Linked DNA regions of Xenopus laevis: region 1 is linked to region 2. A link is a contact called in public Hi-C data. All regions are on one chromosome and are shown on one strand. The core of a region is the stretch at or near the end of the contact, and the rest is flanking DNA. Distances in the headings are between cores, read along the strand shown.

Region 1 (2,700 bases), core at 164-2,663, 160 kb before region 2:
CTTACCCTTAGTAAACAATAAAGCTCACTTACTATGCTTCTGGTAACAGTGGCCTCAGCAAGGTGACCACATGTATGTTGGCACTAAATGGATAAATGTCCCCTTATGATTGGAAAGATGCCAGGTTTGAGGTGCAGAATGTGATGACTGGTAAAAATGAAGAATAAGCTTCAGAATGCTCGAGGAACGTTTCTAAAAGCGATATCCCATGTGCATTAATGTACCGAGTATAATCCACTGATTTATAAAAGATACTGATTCTTACTTGGTTTTCCTTTATCCTTGTTCACAAGCTGCCGTAAATTTGGTTCTGCATTCCGACAGGCTGGCTCTGTACCCAGCTATGAGAGAGAACACGCAATTATATTACAAAACTATAGCTGTAGTAAAGAACAGATGTCGAGACTAGTCTACAGCAAACCTGCAGCTGGAATATTTACACCTTTATATTCCTTTCCAGGTGTTGCTGTTTCTTCTTTTCTTTTTCAAATATTTTATTGAAGTTTTACCATAAAACAAGCAGAATCAAAACGCCGCCTGTTAAGATGCAGTCATGAAGACATATATAACAAATGTAGTTGGTGTTTCTTTAACTAAAGAGAGTATAGCTACTTGTGTGCACAGTTTATTGCTGTCTGCACATCTGCATTTATCCATATAATTAAGAGTATAACAAATACTATACTATGCTGTTATGAAATCTTGATGCAGTCCTATTTATCTTTCTATGGTCAAGAGTAAACAACAAAAATGGATTACAAAGACCTACCCGCAATTGGTGTTCCACTGGCTGGTGCTGGGAGAGATTTGAGTAGAGCTGTGGCTGGGATTGTTTGATGGGCAGAAGTGTTGGCTCAGTGTGATGACCAAGGCGATGGACAATCTGGAATGCCATGGGATTCGCCTGAGTCAAGATTGTGCTGACTGGGGCACTCAAATCCACTGCAAGACAAAAAGCACCATAACATGAGCTGGGCCATCGTTATCAACATTAAACTTAAGGCTTTTCTGGAGTGGCATCAAATTCTATACATTATTGTGGTTATTAATGTATTACATCTTCTATAAAGGTTGCACAGACGACGTGCAATCCAACGACTAGTGCCAAGAATGATACCATGGACGTGCCCTTCTTGTACTTAATAAAAACATAAACAACAATTCTTAGAACTGGCCAGTATAATATACCCATATGATTGCCCTTTTCCCTTAAATTTAGAGCAGTCACCGTGGAAGCCTTATATGGAATATGTGTATGTTTATGTAAGATATAACAACAGGGACATAGCTGTACCTGTTCCCATGACATGGTTATGTCTTTTAATCCCATTCCCAGAAAGAATGGTCTTGTTTATTCTACCAGGTTCTTTCCTCAACAAGGTGACACTTCAACACAAAAGCAGTAAAGAGGTGTTATGTTAGCTGTGCGACAAAGGGACACAGGCATTCCGCAATGTATGGCTGCTTCTTATACAAGCTGCTTCTGTACAAATACACTGTAGGTGTGTTGGAGCCCTTTGCACTAGCTTAAACCTGTGCGAGCTGCCCTTTGTCAGTGTCACGATTTTGTAATCTATATATAGCATTGACTACACAATTGTTTTACCTACAGAGCTTCCCTGAATACTTGGGGAAGTGGGGGCAGAGAGAAACATGCTTGGACTCCGTGAAGTTTTCAAGCTCTCTAAAGACGTAGGTACTTTTATCCAGTGCGTGTTAGTTTAGGTTGGATCTCATCAGATAATGAAGCTTATTTAATAGAGAATGGCACACTACCAACAAAAAGAATAATAGCTCACCAACAGTATTGAGGGGGCTGGGTGCTCATGCCCCAGACCTTCAGCTTCACAGATGGAAGGTAGCTAATAGGACTCAACACCAGGTATAGACAGACATAGATTTTATTGCAGGAACATAATCAAATAGCTTGAGTGTTTTGTGTCTTGATTTCTAATGTATATTTTGAAGCACAAAATGCCACAGTGTTTTGTCTATGTTTCTGCAATAGAATCCAGATAGCAAATCAAGGAACGAAACGCGTAAGGCTTTGTTCTTTCATCTGTGTTCTAACAATTAAATCTACATATCAAATCAAAAGCACAAAACGTGACTGATTTTCATCTATGCTCCTGTAATAAAATTTAAGGCATGAAAGGCATAAGGCTTTTGTCTTTTGTCAGTCCAATAAAATATACATTTTAAATCGGGCACAAAACGCATAGGGCTTTCGTCTATATAACCACAATTAAATCTCAGAGCTAAGGTTTGCTAGGAACTGTGTTGCCATTTAAGGAGGTCTTGGAAACCAGTTAAGTGAAAAGTAGAATAAATAAACAAAGCAGAGCACTAAACATTTTGGTAAACATCAGATAACTATATACAGAAAATCTCCCAACATAATGATTATTTAATGACCTAAGGCTTGAGATACACCTCAAGTGACACTAGGGCACTTATGACTGGCAGGGGTGCACAGTTGGGAGATATGCAAGCAGCCTCCTACTAATAAAATGAGTGGCTCAGCACCCCATCTAAGAATAGAGCTGATTTACAATGTATGGAGCAATGTGCAAAAAACTTGCACAAAGCAGTACTCTGTACATGGCACCATAATGTGCAGCAAATTGTACTCCTAGAATGAGCTGCACCTCACTCTAATTTATTGGCGTTTGGCAGCACTGCATTTAACGGGGAACACCC
Region 2 (2,700 bases), core at 201-2,700:
GCGCCGGCGACAGTTTAGACGCCAGCGACATTTGAAGCAAATTAAAGTCAACGGGTGTCTGTTTAATTGTTGCCGGCTTCTGTATAGTGAATTTTCATGTCAATTTTGCAAATTTATTTGAAACATAGAAATTCACAGTGAATTTGCACCTGCCGAATAAATTCGTCCATCACTAATGATAAGTATATTGGTAATAAAGAAGTGGCAAACTGGTAATGAATAAAATATATTGTTTGACCAATTTAGTTTTATTGAGCTAGTCAGTGTTTTTGAGCTACAATTGTGCACGTTTCATGTGTAACAGTCAGCTGAACATGAGGGACTAATGGGCTAATTTACTAAAATTCAGATTTCTATTTTTTTCACAAATCATTTTTTTCTCTAAAAATGCATGCTTTTTTAATTTCTCCAAAAATCTAAAGGTTTGAAATTTATTAAGTGTAAAAAACCACGAAATACTCTAATGCAATACTTTGGCAAGTAAAAGCAGACAAGGTCCTATAGAAGTCAATGGGAGCTGTGCTGGTATTATTGGACATTGTTTTAGCCATTCAGACTTGGGTTTTCGGATTTTTTTATGCTAGCACAACTTGAATTTTTAGAGTTTCTAGAGGTTTTTGTATCTTTTAGTGCATTGTTCAGTGTTTTTTTTTTTGTTTGTATTTTTTATATTTGGATCTTTTAATAATTTTCATGGCATATTAGAGAATAGTGTTTAATCATGGTTTCAAAAAGCTCTAATACCACTAAAATTCAACCTTTAGTAAATAGGCCTCCCAGTGTCAGTTAAGGTAAAATGTGGAACCATAATGGATTTATAGGGGCTCAGTGCATCATATGCCACTGGGTGGTGTAATGGTTCTACTCTACATACTGAAATCAACACATATTTTCTGCATTAGTTACCATATGACACTTGATAAGGAGGGTTGGCAGGAAATGTGATGTGGTACATTAATTAGAGACAGCATTAAAAAAACTGCAGACCACTGACCAGTGTAAACGTTTTGGTTTAGTTTCCCTTAGGAATAAAATACACTATATAGAAAAAACTTATTCAGACACCTCTTCTAAAATTGAATGTCCTCAGCTGGAACTCTTACTGCCGAGTTCCAAATCTTTTTGGAAGTAACTTCAGCTCAAGAGAACTATTCATTGGGAACATGACTTTTTTTTATAGTAAGCAGCCTATATCACCTACTGTACCAACACCCTGTGCAATTTAAGGCCACTATCCAGAGCAGACCCCGCAGTCGCAGGGGGGCCTGGAGAAAAGGGGGGCTTGGACTGCGGGGTCTGCTTCCTCTATAGCCGACAAGAACTCTCCCTTCCCAAGCCGCTCTATTACCAGCAGTGGGGAAGCAGAGGGCGTCCGCACGAGGTGGATAGTGGGCGGAGTTTGGGTGGGAAGTGGGCAGACTCTGGATGGAAAGTGGGCGAAGATGGGAAGTGGGCGGGAGGCTGTGTGCTGAGCCCTTCTGAAGATTTTTTTGCAGGGGGGCCCGGTGCACTTCGGTTATGCCACTGCCCGTGGAAATGCTATCTTCACCATGAGATAGGCTGGCAGACAAAGTATAGGTTTGGGAGAAGCAAGAAGAAGCAGCTGGCTTAAATACATAATTACTTCAAGGAATAAAACTTTGGAGCAGTTAATTGCGTTTTAGTCTCCAGTGAAAACACACCTTGACTCAGTGTACAATGACATTCTTGAACACCAACTGGGAGCCAAGCTTTATTGCCCAGCATGTTCCCAGCCTCACTTACTGTATGTTATTTTAGAAACAAAACCCAAGAACAATGTTCCAGCATCTAAAGGATGAGGCCACTGAGAGCAACATCCAAGGGGTTGGCGAACTACATGTTGCTCGTAAGCTACTAGTTGGGGACAACTGCCTTATAATGTAGCAAGTGAAGGAATACAGGGTTATGGAAGATAGCTCATAGTACAAGTTGATCCAGGGACTAATCCGATTGCCATTTTGCAGTCAGGAAGGATTTTTGTTCCCCTCTCAAGCAAATTGGAGAGGCTTCATATGGGGTTTTTTTTGCCTTCCTCTGTATCGACTAGCAGTTAGGCAGGTTAAAAAAGTTAAATGGTTGAACTTGATGGACGTGTGTCTTTTTTCAACCTAACGTACTATGTGAGTATGGATCCACTTCTCCCACAGTGTGCCCGTATCAGCACGCCATATCTATTTCTCCAACTTCACAATTCCTACACTCTGCAGACAGGAAGCTCCATTTGTTATTTTTCCTGTTGATTTTTGCCTTCTGTGATTCAGTTTCCTCGTTGTGTTATAGTTTCCTTTTTGCATTGTAATCTAGGCAACAATATATTTTCTTGTATGCGAGAGATTTGTGTAGCAGTTTCCCTGTTTCTTCTCTCTCCACACTACAATTTCCTATTGAATAAAAGCTCGGCAGTATATTTACAGTATAATTTCCAAGTGACATGCCAAATACATGGTCCCTTTTTCCTGTAAATACAAAATATTATGATCTGGGTTACAGTGTCCCTGTGGATTTCCAGCTCTGTGTTTAATTCACATGCAGGCTTTGTTGTATGAGGAATGAATTACTGAACCCATAAACTAAATTGTTTTCCAAAGTGATGAATGGGCAGCTTTAGCAAACGTTTAGGATGCAGCTATTTGCCACTTTTAATTATCAATCCAAACTCCAGATACTTTATTGAGCTTA

The links. Hi-C and Micro-C count contacts between places; a contact is called where the count stands out from the background.
Region 1: a contact with region 2 is called in a Hi-C map of the XTC cell line, with 4 times the contacts expected there. The contact joins two enhancer-like sites. A contact is called at or near these places in 2 of 4 Hi-C or Micro-C datasets (the XL177 cell line and the XTC cell line).

What each region holds. Positions count from the first base shown.
Region 1 is chr2L:151,986,579-151,989,278 of Xenopus_laevis_v10.1, reverse strand. hdac7.L (histone deacetylase 7) reads right to left here. Exons shown (of 26, transcript XM_018247526.2): 4 at 770-942; 5 at 266-341. The coding sequence starts at 895. Among protein-coding and RNA genes, the nearest start is that of LOC108708625, 69 kb to the left of the region's middle. Within about 2 kb of position 1,413, at least 1 of the 7 cell types and tissues checked has an H3K27ac peak or open chromatin away from gene starts, as enhancers often do.
Region 2 is chr2L:151,830,896-151,833,595 of Xenopus_laevis_v10.1, reverse strand. All of the region lies in intron 1 of hdac7.L (histone deacetylase 7), which reads right to left. Among protein-coding and RNA genes, the nearest start is that of hdac7.L, 9.3 kb to the right of the region's middle. Within about 2 kb of position 1,450, at least 1 of the 7 cell types and tissues checked has an H3K27ac peak or open chromatin away from gene starts, as enhancers often do.